2 separate regions of the Macaca mulatta genome follow, and region 2 is linked to region 1. Evidence: chromatin contacts called from public Hi-C data. All regions are on one chromosome and are shown on one strand. Each heading gives the region's core, a stretch centred on a gene start, on an enhancer-like site or on the middle of the called end of the contact. The rest is flanking DNA. Distances are from core to core; before and after follow the strand shown. Region 1 overlaps GALK2 (galactokinase 2). Region 2 holds the start of FGF7 (fibroblast growth factor 7).

Region 1 (3,473 bases), core at 557-3,056:
AAGCCATAGGAGTAGATCAAGATACCTGGTGGTGGAATATAGGCGGAAAGATAAGGAAAACTAGAACAGAGCCCCAAGAAAGATGAACATTTGAGGAATGGGCAGAGTAAGAGATGTCCACTGAAGGGATTGAGGAGTAGTCCAGTAAGTATGAGAGAAACCAGAAAGGTGAGGCAACAGCAAAGACAAAGAAGATAATGTTTCATGAAATGAGTGGTAGTGTTGTCATATGCTTCTGAGAGGTTACCACAAGTTCTGAGAAGTATCCGTTGACTATCACAACAAAGAAGTTGTACAAAACTTTGGCAAGAGCAGTTTTAGATGGAAATGGGTTGAAGGGTCTATAAGGGGTAAGAAAGTGGTGAAGTTCAGTGGATACAAAAAGTCTGGCGATGCATGGAAAAAAATAATTTGGTATTTGGAGGAGGGTGTGAAGTCAAGGAATTCATTTCACTTTTAATGGGAGGATTGGTGAAACTTAGTTTTTCTATTTTTCTGGTGTTTTGATAATATACATATCTAAGAAACAGGAAGGAAAGAAGATAAAGAGAAACACTTGAACCCTTGGAATTAATTCTGATTGTCTGTTTTCAAAGTCAGAAATAGCAAATACATTTTTTATCAGAGCTATCTTACTGCAGTGCCTAAGCAAAAAGGGAACAATATGTATATTCTGGCTTTCTCAGCTAGTCTAAGTTATACTAACAATATTTATATTTTCTAAGGACTGAGCATAATTATTTGGAGAATTATTTTTTTCTGGAGTGAGACAGAATCTTGAATGAAAGGAAGTCTGTAATTTGTTCAGAGTCTTTAATTTAAATGCCATGTGATTTTACTCTTGTAAAAATCATAGAATCTAAGAACTCAAGGGACCTTAGAGATGAGCTAGTTCAAAATGCTCCTTTTACTGATGTATTAGTGTTACCATAGGAAACAAATGACATGTTAGGTATAACTGAAGAGAGTTTAATAAAGAGACTTTTACAGAGGTGTGGGTAAGGTCAAGGGAACTAATTAGGAAGGGTTCTCTTGTGAAGCTGGAAGCCGTTATATTTTAGGAGCTGCGGATATAGAGTAATGTTGCCAGAAATGCAGCAAGACAGAGAAAGAATGACACAGATGAAAATGGCAATGAGTGGGAATAGTTGAGGGGAATTCTCTATAGAGGTCAGCCTCTTGGGGTAGGGGAAGTGTGAGAATAGAGGGACAGAGGGACAACCGAAAATAACCAGCCTATTTGACAAGGACACTAAGTCCCACAACAGATTGGTGACTAAAGCCTTTCCTATTATTTTATACTCAGTAAACCCCATTCAGTTGCAGACAACAATTACTGCAGATGGGATATGATAAGTAGATGTAGAACTTGTTAATTCATTAATACACTAAATGTTGCATATCTGAAACCAGAGAACAGTATGACTAATCACCCAGAGAATCTGGAAGCCAGAAATTATGAATCAGAATGTTGCTAGTACAAGAGAGTATGATGTGGTAAAAGATCTATGAAAAAAGAAAATCCAGAGACTTCTGATTTCAAGATGTCAGGATAAGACTTATCTAGTCTTTTTCTGTATCCCTAAATTAATCTTATTAATCTTCTTTTCTCAAAAATAATTTCCAAACAACAGGGAAAATAAGAAAAGGAAGCACAAGCTTTATCTTCGGTAAACCAAGGAGACATAAATAACCATAAACCACAAAATACAGAGATGGAAAGTGGATAGAGGAATGGTACATGACTTAGCAGAATGGAGAAAGGTCAGAGCCAAGTGCCTGTGGAGGGAGTTGTAGATGGAAAGGCAGCTGACTCATCCCACAGCTCTCTGGCAAGCCTTAGGAAGAAAGCAGGGTAATATGATGGGTGAGGATTTATCTGAAAGCCTTTATGAGGACTATTTAGACCCTAAAAGGCCTCTCTTCACTTGGGACCATTTCCCCCTACTGTTGCAGGAGTCTCTAGAGAAACCACCAGAGATCATTTGTACTTGGGGGCACTGAGCACTGAGAAAGGCAGGATGAGAAAGACTTGAAAACCGGGAGATTAGAGGACTTCTGCATCTGAACAGTGAAATCCTTAGCTTCATTCTTCTGGTCATTACTGGCACACTGGCAACCTCACCACCCTGCACTCCAGCAGGAATGTTGGAGGATCCTTCTCAAAGGAAATTGAACCATCCCAGAGATGGTTCATACAGATACGGACATTTGGTGACCCCCTTCTCCAGCTCCTCTATGACCCTGTTAGAAGCCCATTTATAAAGCTTCTAATAAGCTTTTTAGTGACTCACTCTTAAATATGATAGGGCATCAACGGATAGTAAGATTTTGGAAGAAAACCTCCAAAATGAACCAAACAAACAAAAAAACAGAAAACAGGAACCCAGAGGAAACAGAGACAATGCTGAGAGCAGAAGAATGCTTCAAAGACATGATGTCCTCAGAGAGATAAAAGAAAATGTTAAGTCCTTAAAAAGTAAGAGTGTTACTTTTTTTAAAAAGGAGCAAACAATAAGATAGAGTTTTTGCATATTAAAAATGTGACAGCAAGACAAAATTTAGCAAAAAGATTGCAATTGCTGGGCATGGTGGCTCGTGCCTGCAATCTTAGCACTTTGGGAGGCTGAAGCAGGAGGATTACTTGAGCCCAGGAGTTCAAGACCAGCCTGGGCAACACAGTGAGACCTTTTCTCAAAAAAAGAGAACAGACTGGAAGAACTCTCTGATATAGTAGGGAATAAAAGAGCTGGACAATAAGAGAGAAAAGCAGGAAAATTTATGGATCAATTCCAGAAATCCATATCCAACTAGCAAGGAAAAACAGAAAAAGCAGTTATTAGAAAATTATTATTATTATAAAAAATAGATATGGGGCCTGTGTTGCCCAAGCTGGTCTCAAACTCCTGACCTCCAGTGATCCTCCCTCATTGGCCTCTCAAAGCTCTGGGATTATAGATGTGAGCCACTGTGTCTGTCCAGAAGATTATTTTTTCCAAAGTGAAAATGTGAATTCTGATTGGAAGGGCTCACTGGGTGTTTGGTGTAATAAATGTAAAAGGCCAAACCAAAGAATATCATCTGGAAATTCTGAAACTTGAGTGTTTATAGAAAAGACACTAAAAGCTAGTTGACAGAGCAAGAGAAAAGAAGGGAAAGAGATCATAATCAAAGGATCAGGAATGTAAATGAATTTCTCAAAAACAGTATTGGAAGATAAAGGCAGTTGATAAGTATCTCTAAAATATTAATACATTTTAGTTTAGGATATCTGTTTAAATGAATTAATCAAATGTGAGGATATAGTAAAACATTTTCAACATGTAAAGTGTAAAAGTCTAGAGGATGTAATCCACTAAAACTAGGGAGTAAACCAAGAAAGAAGATCGCATGGGAACTAGGAAATGAGAAATCCAATACAGGAGAGAGGAGTTGGGTATTTATAGAACATAAGGGAAATTCCAACATAACAC
Region 2 (3,182 bases), core at 160-2,659, 180 kb after region 1:
GATCAGTATGGAACAAATGGATTTAGTAGCTCTTGAGTATCTTTACACTGTAAACTTACTAATGATGACTTTTATTTCTTTAGAAGCAATATCTAAGTCCCAGGAATTCTGAGCCTGCTCATTATTGCTACCTCCGAAACTAGTGGAGTGTGATTCAGAACACAGTAACATTATATTTTCTTTCCTCCTTCTCTTCCTCCTTTTAGAGAATACATGATGGGATGTTTTCAGCTTTCTAGCTTTCAACAGATGCAATTATTAAAGAGTCTGTCCTCCTCTGCTTTAATAAATGTGGAACATTCGACATTTGGCATATAAAGAGTAACTGGGTACATCTGAACTATTCTGTGCTTTTGATTCTGTTCCCTAAAGGGAGAGATACAAAGAGAAATCACATAAACTATAATCCAGTTGAGTAGATTTAATTTCCTTTTCCTATTTGGTCTACATGCACCACCTGGTGGTAAAGTAGTGCATTTCAAGTAGAGAAGAATGTGTGTGTGTGTGTGTTTTGAGGTGTATATAACATGAAAAAGATAATTTTAATATATTTCTTAACACTGATTTAGATAGACAACATAATTATTCTACACCAAGAATCTAATACAACACTTGAGCACTACTTCATGTATACCAGAACAGGAAGTAAAGGAGAGAACTCATGCTGGAAAGGAAAATAGCTTACTCTTATTTACCTTAGCAATACATCTTATAATTCCATCTCTAAATTAACATTTATTATTACAATATTCTTACTGAGGCAAAATTCAAACACTGATAATCAATGCGAAACAATTTCCTCCTTTTTAATTTTTAAGAATAACAGCTTTTAAAAGTAGGTGCCCTGTTCCTTATATTAATAGTGAAGATAAGTCATAGATCATGGAATTGTAAAGCACCAGAGAGTCATTAGACCAATATACCAATTTTACAAATGTAGCAGCTGAGACTCTGGAACAGCAGGTAACTTGCCCAAAGTCATATCGGTTATTAGTGGTCCAACTCAAATAAGAATCTAGATCTTCTCACTTTCAGCCTAGGAATACAATACATAAAAATTGTACTTATATTCATATTCAATTAATTGTCTCTGTATGATGTGATAATACTCAACTTATCTACACAGTGCTTTAAGGCACTCATATGTTAGTTAATACATTGTTCTAACATTCTGAGCACAAAGAAGTAATTGAAGAAATGCATGTATCATAAAGCTATGGAAAAGATTTTCTAAGTATTAAAAAACCCTATATATATATTCAAATGAATAATTTTCCAAGTATAATACAACTTCTATATTGCAAAGAAGATTTAAAAAATTCCCTTTCCCCTTCTAACTGCTTCAGAACCAGAGATCTGTTTCTACAACGTAGGTACCCACTTGTAGATTTAAGCATAAAACATGTTCATAGCTCCCTCTCATGACCATTGAATACTATACAAGCCTCCTTTTATTCTCGCTGTTGTATTCAACTAACAGCTCACTGGCTAAGTTTTAATTGCTTCCAATGAGGTCAGCAAAGGTATTTATCGAAAAGCCCTGAATAAAAGGCTCACACACACACACACAAGCACACACGCGCTCACACACAGAGAGAAAATCCTCCTGCCCGTTGATTTATGGAAACAATTATGATTCTGCTGGAGAATTTTTCAGCTGAGAAATAGTTTGTAGCTACAGTAGAAAGGCTCAAGTTGCACAAGGCAGACAACAGACATGGAATTCTTATACATCCAGCTGTTATCAACAAAACAAGTAAGTGACTGTTATTTTGTCTTTAAAAACAATGCTGAATGTTTTCTAAAAGTTTATCTTTCTCTGATTTTAGTACTGAGCAGGAAAGTAAAGTTACAAGATTTTTGAGTCATGTAACTATCTATAGTAATTATGCTGTAGAACATAAAGATAAGGTTGAAGTTCTCCAGAGCAATCCTGACATTTAACTTAAAAAACCTGGGCAGTTCAGGAGAAAATAATTGATTAACCACAAATGTAAAAGCATATAATAAAGAAGCCTAGGGAGAAAGCACTCATACTTTGTTAGTGGCAATTGTAAAAACTTAATTTAAATCAATAGTTCTGAGTGCAGTATGGTTCTCACAAAACAGCAATTGGAATGAATGGTACAGTCATATTCTGTTTTGTCTCTACTCAGGCATAAATTCTATAAATCTACACATAAAGTGGTAAAGATTTTGACATCCTCTATGAAGGCTATTTTAAATGTATCTTCAGAGAATAACCTATACTGTATATTATACTACTACTTACCCACCAAAATTTATACATACAATTTTTATCTTCCTCTCTCTTCCCCTCCCTATTCTTAATCTCTCATTGCAAACAGAAGTCAAATAGCAAACAGCGTCACAGCAACTGAACTTACTACGAACTGTTTTTATGAGGATTTATCAACAGAGTTATTTAAAGAGGAATCCTGTGTTGTTATCAGGAACTAAAAGGATTAGGCTAACAATTTGGAAAGAGCAACTACTCTTTCTTAAATCAATCTACACTTCACAGATAGGAAGAGGTCAATGACCTAGGAGTAACAATCAACTCAAGATTCAATTTTCATTATGTTATTCATGAACACCCGGAGCACTACACTATAATGCACAAATGGATACTGACATGGATCCTGCCAACTTTGCTCTACAGATCATGCTTTCACATTATCTGTCTAGTGGGTACTATATCTTTAGCTTGCAATGACATGACTCCAGAGCAAATGGCTACAAATGTGAACTGTTCCAGCCCTGAGCGACACACAAGAAGTTATGATTACATGGAAGGAGGGGATATAAGAGTGAGAAGACTCTTCTGTCGAACACAGTGGTATCTGAGGATTGATAAAAGAGGCAAAGTAAAAGGGACCCAAGAGATGAAGAATAATTACAGTAAGTAATTTTATTTTAAGTACTGCTTATGAACCTTAGCAATCTGTTAATGGATCAATTTTCAGGTGATGGGTTTTCTCAGCTTCCTTTTGCTTCTTGGGAAAAAAATTAAATAAAATGTCACCTAATTTCTCTAAATTGAACTATGTTGAACTATGCCCCTAAAAATATCTCTTGGAACAGGACAAATCTACTTATATTATAGTTGGACCTGATAATCCAAGCCCATTTGAAAATACATACTCCTTGTCCTGAAAATGCTCAGAAGTTAAGCAAAATGT

What was found. Hi-C and Micro-C count contacts between places; a contact is called where the count stands out from the background.
Region 2: a Hi-C map of fibroblasts shows a contact between it and region 1, with 3 times the contacts expected there. The contact joins the promoter of FGF7 here to the enhancer-like site in region 1. A contact is called at or near these places in 6 of 14 Hi-C or Micro-C datasets (blood, cortical neurons, fetal cortex germinal zone and 3 more).

What each region holds. Positions count from the first base shown.
Region 1 is chr7:26,580,380-26,583,852 of T2T-MMU8v2.0, forward strand. All of the region lies in intron 5 of GALK2 (galactokinase 2), which reads left to right. Among named protein-coding and RNA genes, the nearest start is that of MIR4716, 85 kb to the left of the region's middle. Within about 2 kb of position 1,807, at least 2 of the 40 cell types and tissues checked have an H3K27ac peak or open chromatin away from gene starts, as enhancers often do.
Region 2 is chr7:26,764,920-26,768,101 of T2T-MMU8v2.0, forward strand. FGF7 (fibroblast growth factor 7) reads left to right here and starts at 1,410. Exons shown (of 4, transcript NM_001194613.2): 1 at 1,410-1,756; 2 at 2,349-2,901. The coding sequence starts at 2,616. All of the region lies in intron 11 of FAM227B (family with sequence similarity 227 member B), which reads right to left.